3 separate regions of the Sus scrofa genome follow, and regions 1 and 3 are each linked to region 2. Evidence: chromatin contacts called from public promoter capture Hi-C data. All regions are on one chromosome and are shown on one strand. Each heading gives the region's core, a stretch centred on a gene start, on an enhancer-like site or on the middle of the called end of the contact. The rest is flanking DNA. Distances are from core to core; before and after follow the strand shown. Region 1 overlaps STRIP2 (striatin-interacting protein 2). Region 2 holds the start of TSPAN33 (tetraspanin-33). Region 3 holds the start of SMKR1 (small lysine-rich protein 1).

Region 1 (4,845 bases), core at 937-3,436, 290 kb after region 2:
GTCGTTGTTGCACAGTTTCCTCATGGCTCCTAAAATCTAGATATGCCAGAAACTTGTAACTTTATGCCCCCTAAGGCTAGAATTCAGTACACTGAGATTGGAACAATTCATTTTTTTTTTTTTTTTTTTTTTGTCTTTTGTTGTTGTTGTTGTTGTTGTTGCTATTTCTTGGGCCGCTCCCTCGGCATTATTGTTGTTGTTGTTGCTATTTCTTGGGCCGCTCCCGCGGCATATGGAGGTTCCCAGGCTAGGGGTCGAATCGGAGCTGTAGCCACCGGCCTACGCCAAAGCCACAGCAACGCGGGATCCGAGCCGCGTCTGCAACCTACACCACAGCTCACGGCAACGCCGGATCGTCAACCCGCTGAGCAAGGGCAGGGACCGAACCCGCAACCTCATGGTTCCTAGTCGGATTCGTTAACCACTGCGCCACGACGGGAACTCCCGAAACAATTCATTTTTGATTTCCCACCCTCATTTCCTGATCACCAGTACCTACTTTGCCATGGGGCTTTGTCAGTGGGAGGTGGGTGGATGAGTAAATAAGCCAGCCAAGAATGTTTGTCCTAATGGAGCAGAACTGAACTGGCAACCTTGGGAGAATCCAACAGAGTGAAATAAGATGATGAGCAACATTATAGGTAGATCCACTGCCCTCTCCTCTCCTGCCTTTGTGGGTTTCTTGGCTTATTTCTAGCCAAATAAATTGTTGCCTTCTGCTTGGATAGAAGTTTTGACTTTCAAAATGTAGAGACAGGTTCATATTCCTCTTTATAAAAATCTCCACTTTGCTAACATCATTTATCCATTTCCAACTACTCTAGTTCAGATGGATTGCTGTTTAAAACTTCATGGAATGTCGGAACCAGAAGGCTCACTAGAGATTAGCTAGTCTAAATTCTGCATTGTGCCAGTGAGTAAGGGAGAAGAGGAAAGAGAGAGAGAGAGCTGTCATTTTGAGTGACTGTGTCCCTGTCATCATGCAGTACTTATTTCCCCTTCTGACTCATGCCTGCACCCCTGGGTTTACCACAGAGTCTCCAGCCCTCTTTTAGTCCCTCACTGCCTATTTTGGGGGGCAGATGCTATTACCATTCTTGAGCTACTAGACTGGCCTTGCTGCAGGAAGCTGCCTCTGTCTCAAGTTTCCTCTAGGAGTGGCTTCGCCGAACATTTCCCAGACCTGCTGGCTTTCAGAAACATCTGGTAAGAGCCACAGGAGAGGTCTTTGTTTCATCCTCATAGCCATAGGTTATTTGTTGTGAAGTGGGATAAGTTTGGGCAGCATCTCTGGGAAAGCAGTTATATTCACACATACACATAAGCATACTCTTAAATACAGAAACACAAATGCACACAAGCTTATGTATTTCATTGAAGAAGGGAGGAGAAAGGTGGCCATACAGAGGTCTTTCGGCTTTCTCTTGCCTCTGCCATATGGGGGCCAGCCTGAAAGAACTCTGTTGGTTTCTCTCATGGCCATGAGGAGGAGATTGGATCTGGCGTTGCTGGCATCAGAACCCTCAGTTTGAGCTAAAGTCACTAAGCAATCTGGGAAATAGATGGGGCCTGCCGAGGAGAAATAACTCCTGCCCTTTCTCATATAGCCATTTCCTGCCATTGCCATTTACCTAAAAGCTGTCCTTATCTCTGCATCTTGCAGCATCTCGGTCCTGGATTACCCTTGCTGTACCATCCAGGATTTGCCAGAGCTTACTACAGAGAGTCTGGTAAGCAGATGGGGATTTGGTAGCCTTTGAAATTGCCAGGTGGCAGAGGTTGGCATTTGTTCTTCCTTTTCTTCTCTAGCCCCCTAATGCCCTGGTTTGGGAGTCTCAGATCAATAAAGGCACCTTGGCAAGAGCACAGAGGTAGGAGGGGTTTAGAGCTGCCGACCCAGTTGAGAAAGATTTGGAAAAGCTGAGCACAGCGTTTTGTAGGGAAAAGCGTCAGTGCAAAACACTGAGGAGAGAGAATTTAGAAAGATAATGGGAGTCAAGTTGAATGTGAACATCCGTGCTGAATGGCCGGAGACTCTTTTCTGTTCTAGCCTAAAACAATTATCTGTCTTCTTTTTGCTGTGCTTCAGCCTATTCTCATTTCCATATAGGTTATACAACCCAGGAGTGTGTACTTCAGAAAATATTTGTCTTTGTCTCTCTGAGGCAAAAGTCGATTTGGCCCCAGAAGGATGACCCAGAAAGCTCCTCATGCTGGAAAGAGCTTTAGGCAAATCAGAAAAGTCCCTCAGAGTTATTCTGAATCCTGTGAAACTGGCTGATCAACAGCATGTTGAAGATCAACTTAGCTATTACCTCAGCCCATAGCCTCACCCCATTGCACTGTGATTGTCTATCTGTATTTGTTTCCCCATTTGACAGAAAACTCCTTGAAGGAAGAGACAGTACCATCTTCATCTTTATATCCCCAGAGTCTAGCACCATGTTCAGTACATGGAAGGAGTTCAATAAATGATCGGATGGCAGTGCCTGTGTGTTCCCCAACCCCTTGTCCCCCAGTTTAATACCTGCAAAGTGTCACATCAGAAAAGTATATTGCGCAAAAGTAGAATGGTGGTAACTTCTGGGGCACAAGTTTTACAGAACTGTAGGATTCTTGGCTGGAGGGGACCTGAGTGCCATTTGGCCTACCCCCCTATTTCAAAGATGAGAAACCTAGGGGCCCAGTGGATGAAGTGACTTGTCAGATCCACTCCTCATAGATATCAACCCTGAATTAGAGAAAAACCTGAGTCCTGAGACACCAAGTCTAGCACTTCTTTTAGCACCTGGGCAGAGACTTCCTGTCTGAATTAGATGTGGTCTCAGTAGTCAAGGAAGTTGAGAGCTTCTTAACACTGCAGAGAGAGGTAATAAGTTGTCTAACCTTATTTATGATAGTCAATTTTTAAAGCAACTGTATGAGGTTGGTATTAATGTTTTGTAGATGGAGAAGTTAGGTAGCTGCCAGAACCTTACAGTTGAAAGCAACAGAGCCAAAGTGGAGACCCTCTGCCAATGCGTCCCTGCCATTCAGAGTTGGAATGAGGAATGCACTTTCTCACAGAAACAGTAGTACACAGATAGCATTAAAACTTTTCAGGAATTCCCGTCGTGGCACGGCGGTTAACAAATCCAACTAGGAACCATGAGGTTGTGGGTTCAATCCCTGGCCTCACTCAGTGGATTAAGGATCCCGCATTGCCATGAGCTGTGGTGTAGGTCGTAGATGCAGCTCAGATCTGGCGTGGCTGTGGCTGGCAGCTGTAGCTCCTATTCGACCCCTAGCCTGGGAACCTCCATTTGCTATGGGTCCAGCCCTAAAAAAGCAAAAAAAAAAAGAAGAAGAAACAAAGAAACCCACCCTTTTCAATTAGTAGGGTATTTCAAAACATAAAGTCAGCTTTTATGACCTGAATCTATTTCTTGATACAATGTGTTCTCTTTTCTCAGTCACATAAGTAGAAATTAGCATAAAAAACACTCATGCTAGGTATTCTTGTCCTTTCTGTGAAGCAACAGTGGCACCTGCTGGTTTCATTTGGTAATCAGTTTTTTGTTTTTTTACTTGAACTTTAAAAGAATTCCCTGAGCCCAGTAATGGACTTAACTAGCAAGTTCGCTCCACACAGGCCTTCAACACAGTGGTTTGTTTATCTAATCTGATGGCTTCTGCACTCAGAAAGGACTAGTGTTGGAGTTCCCTGGTGGCTCAGCAGGTTAATAATCCAGTGTTGTCACTGCTGTGTCACAGGTTCCATTCCTGGCCCAGGAACTTCCATGTGCCATGGGCATGAGAAAAAAGAAAAAAATATATTTTGCTGCAGTTAACCATGTATATATTGGTTCATTCAATATATTCATTTGTATATATCATTCATATATATATGTATATATATATACATACACATATACATATTATTTAAAAAAATAAGAACTTTACATGTTTCAATTTACATGGTAAAATTTAAATGTTCACAATATCATTTTATTAAACATTCCTGAGAACATAATTTTTAATAGCTACACATAATATTCCACTACTTTTTTTTTGCCACACCCAAGGCATGTAGACATTCCCAGGCCAGGGATCACCCCTGAACCACAACAGCAATCCAGGTCATTGCAGTGACAATGCCAGATCCTTAACCTGATGTGCCACAAGGAAACCCCCCCCACTACTTAATTTCTTTTTAAAGATTGTTTTCTACTATTATTGGGCATTTATTTCAGTGTTCTTCGTATCCAAAATGAATATACTCGTACCTCATTTCTGATTATTTCCTTAAGATAAATTCCTTGAAGTGGAATTATTTGGCTAAGGTAATCTCGATTCATATTTTTTCAGTTTTCTGAATTTGAACTGAGTTCAACTTCATTTGGCACTCCAACTACACATATAATGGACATGAAATAAAGGCAGAGTTAATGGCATGTTAATTTCTAAAGTGTTCTCATTTTGTCAAAATATTTCTCTCTCCAGTAGGCCATCTTTACTCATGTGCTGAATAGTTTCCTCACCTACCTGACATAGGAAGTCTCACAATTTTCCAAAAGTCTATATTCCAAATTCAACCCACTAAAAAGACATTAAATTTAAATTCCAAACATAAGAGAAGGATGATGAGTATATGATTGTATGGAAGTTAGGTATGGCCTTTGGAAGGAGGTTGCTAAAGAGGCAGTGGGTGTGGCCTTAGCAAGTACTGTAGGAAGCTCAGCCTCCTCTGGGTGGTTGTTTAGAGCAGTGGTATGAGAAGTAGGATGTGCAACACGATGCTTTAGGGGTGGAATATATTAGATCTTCTATGTGTATTAATATCCTTTTTTCTATATTTCTGTGCAC
Region 2 (4,855 bases), core at 354-2,853:
CCTCCAATTTCACTGGCCATGCTATCTTCACCAACTCTCCACTAAATATGTTATAGTTATTTGTGCAATTACCATATTTCCTGACAGGATTCTAAATTCTGTTCAAACAAAATATTGCATTTGGTGAGCCCTTCTATATGCCAAACTATGCTAAGTGATTTGTGTGCATTATCTCATTTAATCCTCACGTCAATGTTATTAGGCCAGCACCTTCCCTAGGTAACATGAAAGAAAATAAGACTCAGGGAGATTAAGAAGTTGGCCCAAGTCATACAACTGATGAGGCTGAAATAATTGTTTTACTCTGTTCAGACTGTTATAAAGAAACTGCTATGAACTGAGTGGCTTATAAACAACAGAAATATATTTCTCACAGTTCTGGAGGCTAGAAAGTCCAAGATCTAGACACCCACAGATTCAATTTCTGGTGAGAGCCTACTTCCTGATTCCTAGGCAGCTGTCTTCTCGCTGTGTCCTAACCTGGCAGAGAGGGTTAGGGAGCGCTCTAGGGTCTCTTTTACAAAGGCACTAATCCCATTCATGAAAGCTCCATTTCTTGTGACCTAAGCAAAACCACCCCCCCACCCCCACCCCAGGCCCCATCTTTAATACCATAACCTTGGGAGGCAAGATTTCAACATCTGAGTTTGGGTTGGGGGTGGTGATACAAACAGTCTTCAGCATTCGTGTTTGTGTTACTTATGGTAGCCAGGCAGGGTCCACCACCTACATTTCACTCAACCTGTGCGTGCCAGATCACCGTGTTTAAAACCGGTGTAGACCAAGACACCAAGACTTAAATAGGGAGGTGAGGATTGAAACGGTGATGAATTAGGATGGTAGCATTGTTGGTGATGTTTCCAAATTTCCACCATTGGGTTATAGAGTTTTTGAAATAAGCATTTAAAATATGCAGTTACTGGAGTTCCCTTGTGGTGCAGCAGGTTAAGGATGCAGTGTTATCACTGCAGTGGCTCTGGTAGCTGCTGTGGTACGGGTTCAACTCCTGGCCTGGGAACTTCCACATGCCAGCTGGTGCGGCAAAACAAAACAAAACAAAACAAAAAAACCCCACATATACATAAATATATATACATAAATACGTATATATCTAGTTACTAAACAGGACTGCAGCTACTCTTAAATATTCTCAATTGCTATATGTAGGTTCGTTTTGTCTCTGATTTTATTGTCATCCCCCTCAACCCCGGATTCTTGTGTCCCACAGTTTTCAGCGCATTGCTCAACATATGGTCTACGTACTTGTTGATTTTAGTGTATGTGTGTTTGCATATGGTGCACAGCAACTGCGTAGAGGAGTGGGTGTGTGATGCAGCGTGCATTCCTTCTGATCCTTTTTCCCTTGAATAGCTGCAGCCTGGATGTTTTCTTCTTGAGGGTGGAGGCAGAATCACTGACCCTTTAACAAGTTGTCCCTCGCAGAACAGGTGTCTCCCCCGCCTTTCAGAAAAGAGGGATGGTTGGACACTAAGTGACACCAGAGGCTGGCCAATGAGAAGTCGGGTTTTGGCAGACCAACCAATGGGCGGCCTGGGGCGGGCCCGGTTTCCTGGGAGCCCGGCGGGCCGGGCTGGTCCTCTGGCCGCAGCGGAGTCTCAGCCGCTCACGCTGCCCGCGGTGGCTCCCGCGACTCCCGGCGGCTCCAGTGGCGGCGCCGTTCCTCAGCCCGCGCTTCTTCCGGACGCACGGCGCGGGCACCTCCCGCCGCGCCGCAGCTTCGCCGCCGCTCGGGCTCCAGCGGTGGCGCGGCTCATGCCTCCCGGCGCGGAGCGCTCAGGTGGGCCGGCCGCCGCGGGGAGATAGGCCCCCGGGGGCGGCGGCGGCTGGACCATGGCCCGGAGACCCCGGGCGCCGGCTGCCTACGGGGAGGACTTCTCCTTCGTCAGCCCGCTGGTGAAATACCTGCTCTTCTTCTTCAACATGCTCTTCTGGGTGAGTCTTGGGGGCTCGTGGGGGCATCTGGGCGGCAGGGCACCCCCTGGAGGGCTGAGTGGGCTGCCCGCGGCTGAGGAGGGTTGTCCCCGGATGCCGGGTTCGAGGCGAGCGTGGTGAGCCGCACTGCCTAGTTTTCCGGGAAGACCGCACTTTGGGGTAATTTATCCTAGGCAGGGACACCACAGTGACGCCTTGTGTGTAGGGGGTGTTGGGGTGGGGGGGGTCTGCAAGGGATTCAGTAAAGACTTATGGGTATTCCATGGGCAGCGGAGGAGGGTCTGTTTTAGGCCAAAAAAAAAAAAAAAAAAAAAAAAAGGTGGGTTTGAGCGGGAGGAGTGGGTTTTCTTGTTGGTCGAAGGCAGACCCACTGATACGTGTTAGCAGTCTTAGTAGTTAAAAATCCCATCGTTGGGGGATTTTTTGGCCTGGGAGGCCCTGATAGCAAAGAAAAGAGGAAGAGGGGGAAACCCAAACCTTCCTTCTCCCTTACCTCAGAGAGAAGGGGTTAAGGGGCTCTCATCTCTTCCTTTTGCAGGCCTCTACCCTCCCTTCCCCCCCGCAAAAGGCGGAAAAAGGACAGGAATGGCCTCCGGGTGTAGATGCCTTTCCCAGCACTGTCTCAAACTTTGCCTCACCTTGCTCGGGACCAGACTCTAGCCCCTGGAGTTTGACAGTCTTCAGATTCTTTAAATAGGACCCTGTGTTTGACTGGAAGGTCAGGGGTCCTTTCAGAATCTTCTGCTTAGGGCTGGAAAAGTGGAAAAAAATGTTGGACTGGGGCTGCCTGGATTTTCATCCCCACTCTGCCATTAATTGTTAACTTGACTAACCTGGGCCATACGCTCACCTCTGTAGGCCTTGGTCTCTCCTCCGTAAAATCAAACGCCACATGATCAAGGATGTCGGAAATACTCTGCTGGAGCTGTGAATGCAGCTGGACCAGATCTTGAAATGCTAGCTCAATCCTGTTTCATGTCTAGAGAATCCCTGAGGCCCTCCGGGTTTGAGAACATAGTGGGACCCACCATACACACCCCGACCCCCACCCCGACCTCCAGATTCCCTGATTTTCTTCCGGCACCAACTACATCAGAGCTGCGGCTCTCGGAGCCCATTACACTTGCCCACCTCTGCCTGAGACCTAAAGTTCAGACTTGCAGGAGGAAGGAGTCTAAAATATATTTCCTAGGAGAGGGTGCAGACTAGGCATCTAAGCAAGTTGCTGGAAAGGTTTCACGGGGGCCATGGTGTGAACACACACCAAGTACCTAAGTGCTAGCCTGTTGGGAAAAATGAGAGAAATCTCAAAGGGTGGTGATGACAGCTCATTCTCAGCCATTGTACTGGGAAGAATGAAGTTTGAACTCCTAACAAATTCTCAGTTTTAGAACTGGAAAAAACATTTTGGGAAGATGTCTTGTCCAGGACCCACATTTTATAAATGAGAAAGCCAAAGCGCAGAGATGTTGTTTCACGCTAGGTCCAACAGATGGTTAGTGGCTTGATCTGGTGGTTTTTCTACTGAGCCACAGTGCCTCTAGGGGGAAGTTCTTGGCCCAGACAGCTGCTACAATAGCTGGTGTTAGCAGTATTAGTAGTTAACTAGTCAACTAGTCCACGGTGTAGGCTCTATTTCAGCTGGAGGTCAGGGAAGAACTGAAGAAAATCTTGCCACCACTCTGCCAGGCTGGGGAATGTCCTAAGGGGAACCCCCACTTAGGGGCAGGTCCTGGAGAACCCTCCTACTTGCTCACTGTCTGTTCCAGGCCAATGACGTGCCATCCTCAGAGCCAGCACTAGCATCCCAGAGATCTCAGCTCTTCATGCTGACTCTCTCTGTCAGCTAAAACTTTGCATCTCCTTTGGAGGCTTTGGCGCTTCACCTTAATCTGTGGTCCCTGGTGATAACAGCTGGATGCATCTGTTACACTTGCATTCATGGTCATTTTCTTGGACTTCCCCACTCCATCCCACCAGCCTTTCACCGGATAAATGACTTTGGGACATCATAGCCAGGGAGAAAGTTTGGCTCCATAGACCCATTTATCTTGGTACGAATGCTTCCTTCAAGGTCAGAGGACCTGGCCAACCAAGCTGGCACCACCTCAAATTAGAGAAGAGCCCCTTCTTGGTCCTACTTTAGACTTATAAAAAGTCAGAGGCTCTAGAAATAGCACACCGAAGGACAAGAGGCCCAGTTTCTTTCTGGCACCAACTTAACTGTGTGACCCTAAGCCAATATATCTGTCTCTCTGTCCTTAATCTTTCTCCTCTAAAGGAGAATTTTTTCTGCCTCTGTGAACTATTTAAAGATGAATGCATCACTTTGGGGACAGTTTTCTTTCTTCAAGACCTGGGGCTGGATCTAAAGATGCATTTCTCTTGTGTCCCAGTATCCTTGGGACATTGACCTTCCCAGGGGACAGTACTTTTTCAGCATTACTGAATGTCACTTCTCTCCCAGGTCCAGAGCCACAGAGTCCATTCCACATAAGTCCAGCCAGAGATGAAGAGCTGTTTCCCCAAATCAGGGGTCATCTTTCTTCCCATCCCCTCTTTAGGGACTGGTTACTGTGGTTTCTTTTTTGCAGGCTTCCACCATCCTAATCAAACTCCCCCTTTCCAGAAGGCACCCGTGGTTGGGACTGTAGGCCCACTTCTTTTCTGAGCAGAGTGCATCTTCTGGCCAGCTGCCGGGGGACTGTGTATGGATGGTGTTTGTGTCTGGGCCTGGGTCACATCAGGAAGGTGGCCAACATCGTCTGGGCTCATACGCTATGGTGGCAGGGGGACAGTGGTGGCAGGGATGTCAGTGGCTATCCCTCTTCCTACTCTAGGGGCCCTGATCCTTGGGGCATCCGGAGTCTGACACAGAAAGCTTCTGGTTCCTTTGGGACAA
Region 3 (4,437 bases), core at 1,844-4,343, 310 kb after region 2:
CAGTTGGATTCTTAACCCACTGTGCCACGGCAGGAACTCCAAGGATTTCTTGACTTTGTAGGAAATAATCATTGAAAGTTTTTGGAAATGAGTGAGAGATGATTAAATCTATGCTTTAAAAAGAATATCAGAATAGGAGTTCCCATCATGGCACAGTGGAAATGAATCCGACTAGGAACCATGAGGTTGTGGGTTTGATCCCTGGCCTTGCTCATTGGGTTGCTGTGAGCTGTGGTGTAGGTCGCAGATGCAGCTCAGATCCCGCATTGCTGTGGCTGTGGTGTAGGCCAGCAGCTACAGCTCTCATTAGACCCCTAACCTGGAAACCTCCATATGCCACAAGTGCAGCCCTAAAAAAAAAAGTGGAAGTTTGAGCCTGGGTGACTGGGCACAGCTAGCACTACCCACAGACATAAAGTCAGGAGGCAGCTAAAGTAGGTGTATGTGAGAGTTCTGGATATGAGGAGGGAGATAGCAAAGACAACTAGCTTATACTTGGGTGCCTAGGCAGCTGCTGATGCCATTATCCAAAATAAAAAGAAATGCACACATAGTATGCAATGGTTTGAATTTAGATAAGGTAAGGTTGAGGTTCCTAAAAGCTGAAGTTTTAAAACCAACTTTATTGAGATATAATTTATTTATAATAAATGGTATTCATTTGAAGTATGTAATAAATTTTGACAAATGTGTGTATATATATATGCAGGGCCAGCCTTTTGAGCATGTGACCAGTGGTCACAAAGGGTACTACTCAGAAGGGCTCTGAGATTCAATGCTCGGAGTTCAGTCTTGAAATTCTGTGTGTGTGTGTGTCGGTCTGTCTGTCTGTCTGTCTGTCTGTCTTTTTAGCGCCACATCTGCAATACTGGAAGTTCCCAGGCTAGGGGTCAAATCGGAGCCACAGCTGCCAGCCTACACCATAGCCACAGCAATGCCAGATCCAAGTCACATCTGCTCGCAGCAACACTGGATCCTTAACCTACCCGAGTGAGGCCAGGGATCAAACCCGAATCCTCGTGGATACTAGTCAGGTTCTTAACCCACTGAGCCACAATGAGAACTCCTTGAAATTCTTAACTTATTTTAGAATTTATGTTTTGTAGATGAAGCCTGATCAAACAATGGATCTTGTGGGACAGAAGGGCTTGGAGTCTCAAGTCTGATGAATCTCATTTCCTGTCACCCTCACACCACCCAACTCTCACTCTCACCCATTCCGCCCCCACCTCAGAGTCAGACTGGCACCCAGATGTCTCAGGGCACACCTCAGCACATTCAGAGAGAGTGAGCATCTCACCTATCAGGATCCAGGTTACCAAGCACATCCCAGCAAAGGGGCTATATTTCCTTCGAGGTCACCCATGTGAGGTGGCACCTTTGGGAAGGGAAGATACCTGGGAAGTGGAGTGTCCCTATTCCCTGGGGAAACACAATATTCAAAAGCAAACTAAAACAGCAATCACAGAAAAAAAAGGGAAAAGTTTCATAATTTAATACCTTTGGTGGCATTTTCCCCTGTTTCCCCATGTTTTCATTTTGCACTGAGCCATGCAAATTATGTAGCCAGTCCTGCACTGGTGTTACCACCACCACAGCAGGATGCAGAGAACATTTTTATCACTCCCAAATTATTCTCTTAAGCCTTTGCGGAGTCAATCTCATACATACACACACTCCATGTCACCCCCAGGCACAGATCTACTTTTAAGACAGCTAAATTAGGGCCAGGGATCAAAACCACACCACAGCAGCAGCCCAAGCCACAGCAGTGACAATGCTGGATCCTTAACCTGATGAGCCATCAGGGAACTCCAGGACAGCTCAATTTTAAAACACAGCAGTAAGGTTCTGAACCTCCAATTTGAAACTCAGGAAAAGCAGGGCTGGAACAGGTTTGGGAGTGAGCCTAATAGGGGTTAACCTGAGAGAATTGTGAAGATCCAAAGAGGTGTATACAGGGAGTGTGAGCCACCCCCACCCAGGGATTAAGAGAGGGGCCAACAGAGGAGAGAGCACAGGAAGAGGGCAGGGGACTTTGCCGCAAGTGTGGTTCTAATAAATAAAAAAATAAGCCAGCAGCCCTCACATCAATTTAATACATCCAATGTATTACATCCTGTTAACATCTATCATTTTAAATGTACACCATGTCCCCCATTCTACAACCCTCTCCCCCCAAAAAAGAACTTTGCTGAATTTCCAGGGCCTAGAACTAACAGACACAAGATAGATGCCTAATAACTTGAATAAAAAGGGAAGAGCCAGGAGTTCCCGTCGTGGCCCAGTGGTTAACGAATCTGAATAGGAACCATGAGGTTGCAGGTTCAATCCCTGGCCTTGCTCAGTGGGTTAAGGATCTGGCATTGCCATGAGCTGTGGTGTAGGTCACAGACGCGGCTCGGATCTGGCATTGCTGTGGCTCTGGCATAGTCCAGCGGCTACAGCTCCGATTGGACCCCTAGCCTGGGAACCTCTATATGCCGCAGGAGCGACCCTAGAAAAGGCAAAAAGACAAAAAAAAAAAAAAAGTCGTAAAAACGAATGAGAGTCCTTGCTCCCAAACTGTATTCTTCTTCATTCTTGAGTCAGGATGAACTCAGGGTTGGAAGCAGAATTGCATCTACCATGTCCTTTCTTGCCTAATCTCACTCTAGGTTTTGTTTTTCAGGCCCTTTTTACGAATGTTTGTATCATTACAGGCTCATTTATTTATTTATTTGTCTTTTTGCTATTTCTTGGGCCGCTCCTGCGGCATATGGAGATTCCCAGGCTAGGGGTCTATTCAGAGCCGTAGCCACCAGCCTACACCAGAGCCACAGCAACGCGGGATCCGAGCCGCGTCTGCAACCTGCACCACAGCTCACGGCAACGCCGAATCGTTAACCCACTGAGCAAGGGCAGGGACCGAACCCGCAACCTCATGGTTCCTAGTCGGATTCGTTAACCACTGCGCCACGATGGGAACTCCTTTTATTTTTATTTTTATTTATTTATTTATTTTTTTTTTTTTACAGGCTCTTTTACAAACATTTCCCCATGTTATTTTCACTTCGACTCTCAGAGGTTTTATCTCCTTTTCCAAAAAGGTCATGGAGTCTTCCGTAACTTTTCCAAGGCCAGCCAGTGAGGGGCCGAGCTCATACTCTGAGCCGAATCCTCCTATTCTAAGGCCAGCCTCATTCACCCGGGGCACCATCCGGACCTCGCCTTCGCCCACTTGTTCGCCCAAAGCCAGCGGGGTTCTGGGCACTAGCAGCCTGGGTCGCCGTCGCGCGAGGTGAAATGACCCAGCCAGCGCGGCGCGACCAGAAGGGAACTGAGCCCGCTCTCAGGAAGGCGGGCGCAGGCTCGCGGGGCAGGCTGGGAGCCAGGCCCCGGTGTCCTGGCAACACGTAAACACCGCGCGGCCCCGCCCCCGCGGCGCGCACCGCCCAGAGCTTGTGAGCCCGCCCTCCCGCGACCGCCCGCCGGGAGCCCCAGGCCCCGAGGCGACGAAGCACTGAGTCGCGCAGCCCGCTGCCTCTCTGTGGCGGGGGTCCCAGCCCCGCGTGGCGGCCGCTGGGTGGCTGGCTGCCCCCTCACCGCGTTGGGCTCCCGCGAGCGCCTAGACCTCCTCGGGCGGAAGGGTGAGAGCGGACTCGAGAAACGTGGCGAAGCCCCGGGCCCACGGCGGTTCGCTGGAGAGCGCGGTGGTGGCAGCCCGGTGAGCGGCAGGAATGGGCGCGGGGGCACAGCCCCCAGGCCTTGCGGAGAACTGGGGTCTCTCTCTCTATTTCAGGATTGGGAACCCATGCCACACTCACCTGCTCAACTGAGAAAGCATTACCATGGTAATTAATACACGTCTTATTTAAGCATCAGAGGTTCTGAGGCTCTTGTTAAATTAGTTTAATACCGTCTGTCTGGTAGAGGCACGCTTTACTAAGACTTGTTGCCCGTGCCACGAGATCAGCGCCTTCATCTCCTTGTGTTGAGTGGTGCCCAACCCGTGAAATGAACACTTTGGATAAAAATGAGGGGGAGAGGGTTTTCCTGGGTGGTCTGCGCCCGCCGCGGAAGAGCTCAGCAACCGCTGAATCAGGCTGAAAGGTTTTTTTGTGAGTTGGTTGGTTGAAGTCCCTCGGTTCTCTTGAGCAACTTTCACACCCAGAAAATGCCGGAACACCAGTTAACGCCAACAGCAGCTGGCCAGGAACTTAGCTTCTGCTGCCGCCAGCCTTCTGTCACTTGTGGGATTCTTCTCTGTGGATTAAGGAAATAGACAATGAGCCCTGGTGCTGCGGGGAGTGCCCGCTCTAGACAATGATTATCCTTTCCAACCCCAGTTTGAGGAAGGGCTTTGGAGGAGAGCTTTTGTGCAGGGAGTTCTTGCACTTTATGTCCAGGAAAGCCTGCAACATTCTTACTTCTGTCTAAGCTCTAAGTCGTTGGCTC

The links. Promoter capture Hi-C pulls out the DNA fragments that hold promoters and counts their contacts.
Region 1: a promoter capture Hi-C map of liver shows a contact between it and region 2, with 3 times the contacts expected there. The contact joins the enhancer-like site here to the promoter of TSPAN33 in region 2. A contact is called at or near these places in 1 of 5 promoter capture datasets (liver) and 4 of 47 Hi-C or Micro-C datasets (epiblast stem cells, retroperitoneal adipose tissue, skeletal muscle and 1 more).
Region 3: a promoter capture Hi-C map of fetal liver shows a contact between it and region 2, with 2.2 times the contacts expected there. The contact joins the promoter of SMKR1 here to the promoter of TSPAN33 in region 2.

Annotation. Positions count from the first base shown.
Region 1 is chr18:19,217,437-19,222,281 of Sscrofa11.1, reverse strand. STRIP2 (striatin-interacting protein 2) reads left to right here. Exons shown (of 21, transcript XM_003134694.6): 18 at 1,664-1,730. Among named protein-coding and RNA genes, the nearest start is that of SMKR1, 20 kb to the right of the region's middle. Within about 2 kb of position 2,186, at least 7 of the 83 cell types and tissues checked have an H3K27ac peak or open chromatin away from gene starts, as enhancers often do. A contact at or near this core is called in liver and skeletal muscle, where this site is marked.
Region 2 is chr18:19,511,109-19,515,963 of Sscrofa11.1, reverse strand. It overlaps TSPAN33 (tetraspanin-33), which reads left to right and starts at 1,603. Exons shown (of 8, transcript XM_003134681.4): 1 at 1,603-1,953. The coding sequence starts at 1,852.
Region 3 is chr18:19,198,686-19,203,122 of Sscrofa11.1, reverse strand. It overlaps SMKR1 (small lysine-rich protein 1), which reads left to right and starts at 3,093. Exons shown (of 3, transcript XM_003484024.3): 1 at 3,093-3,280; 2 at 3,340-3,706. The coding sequence starts at 3,093.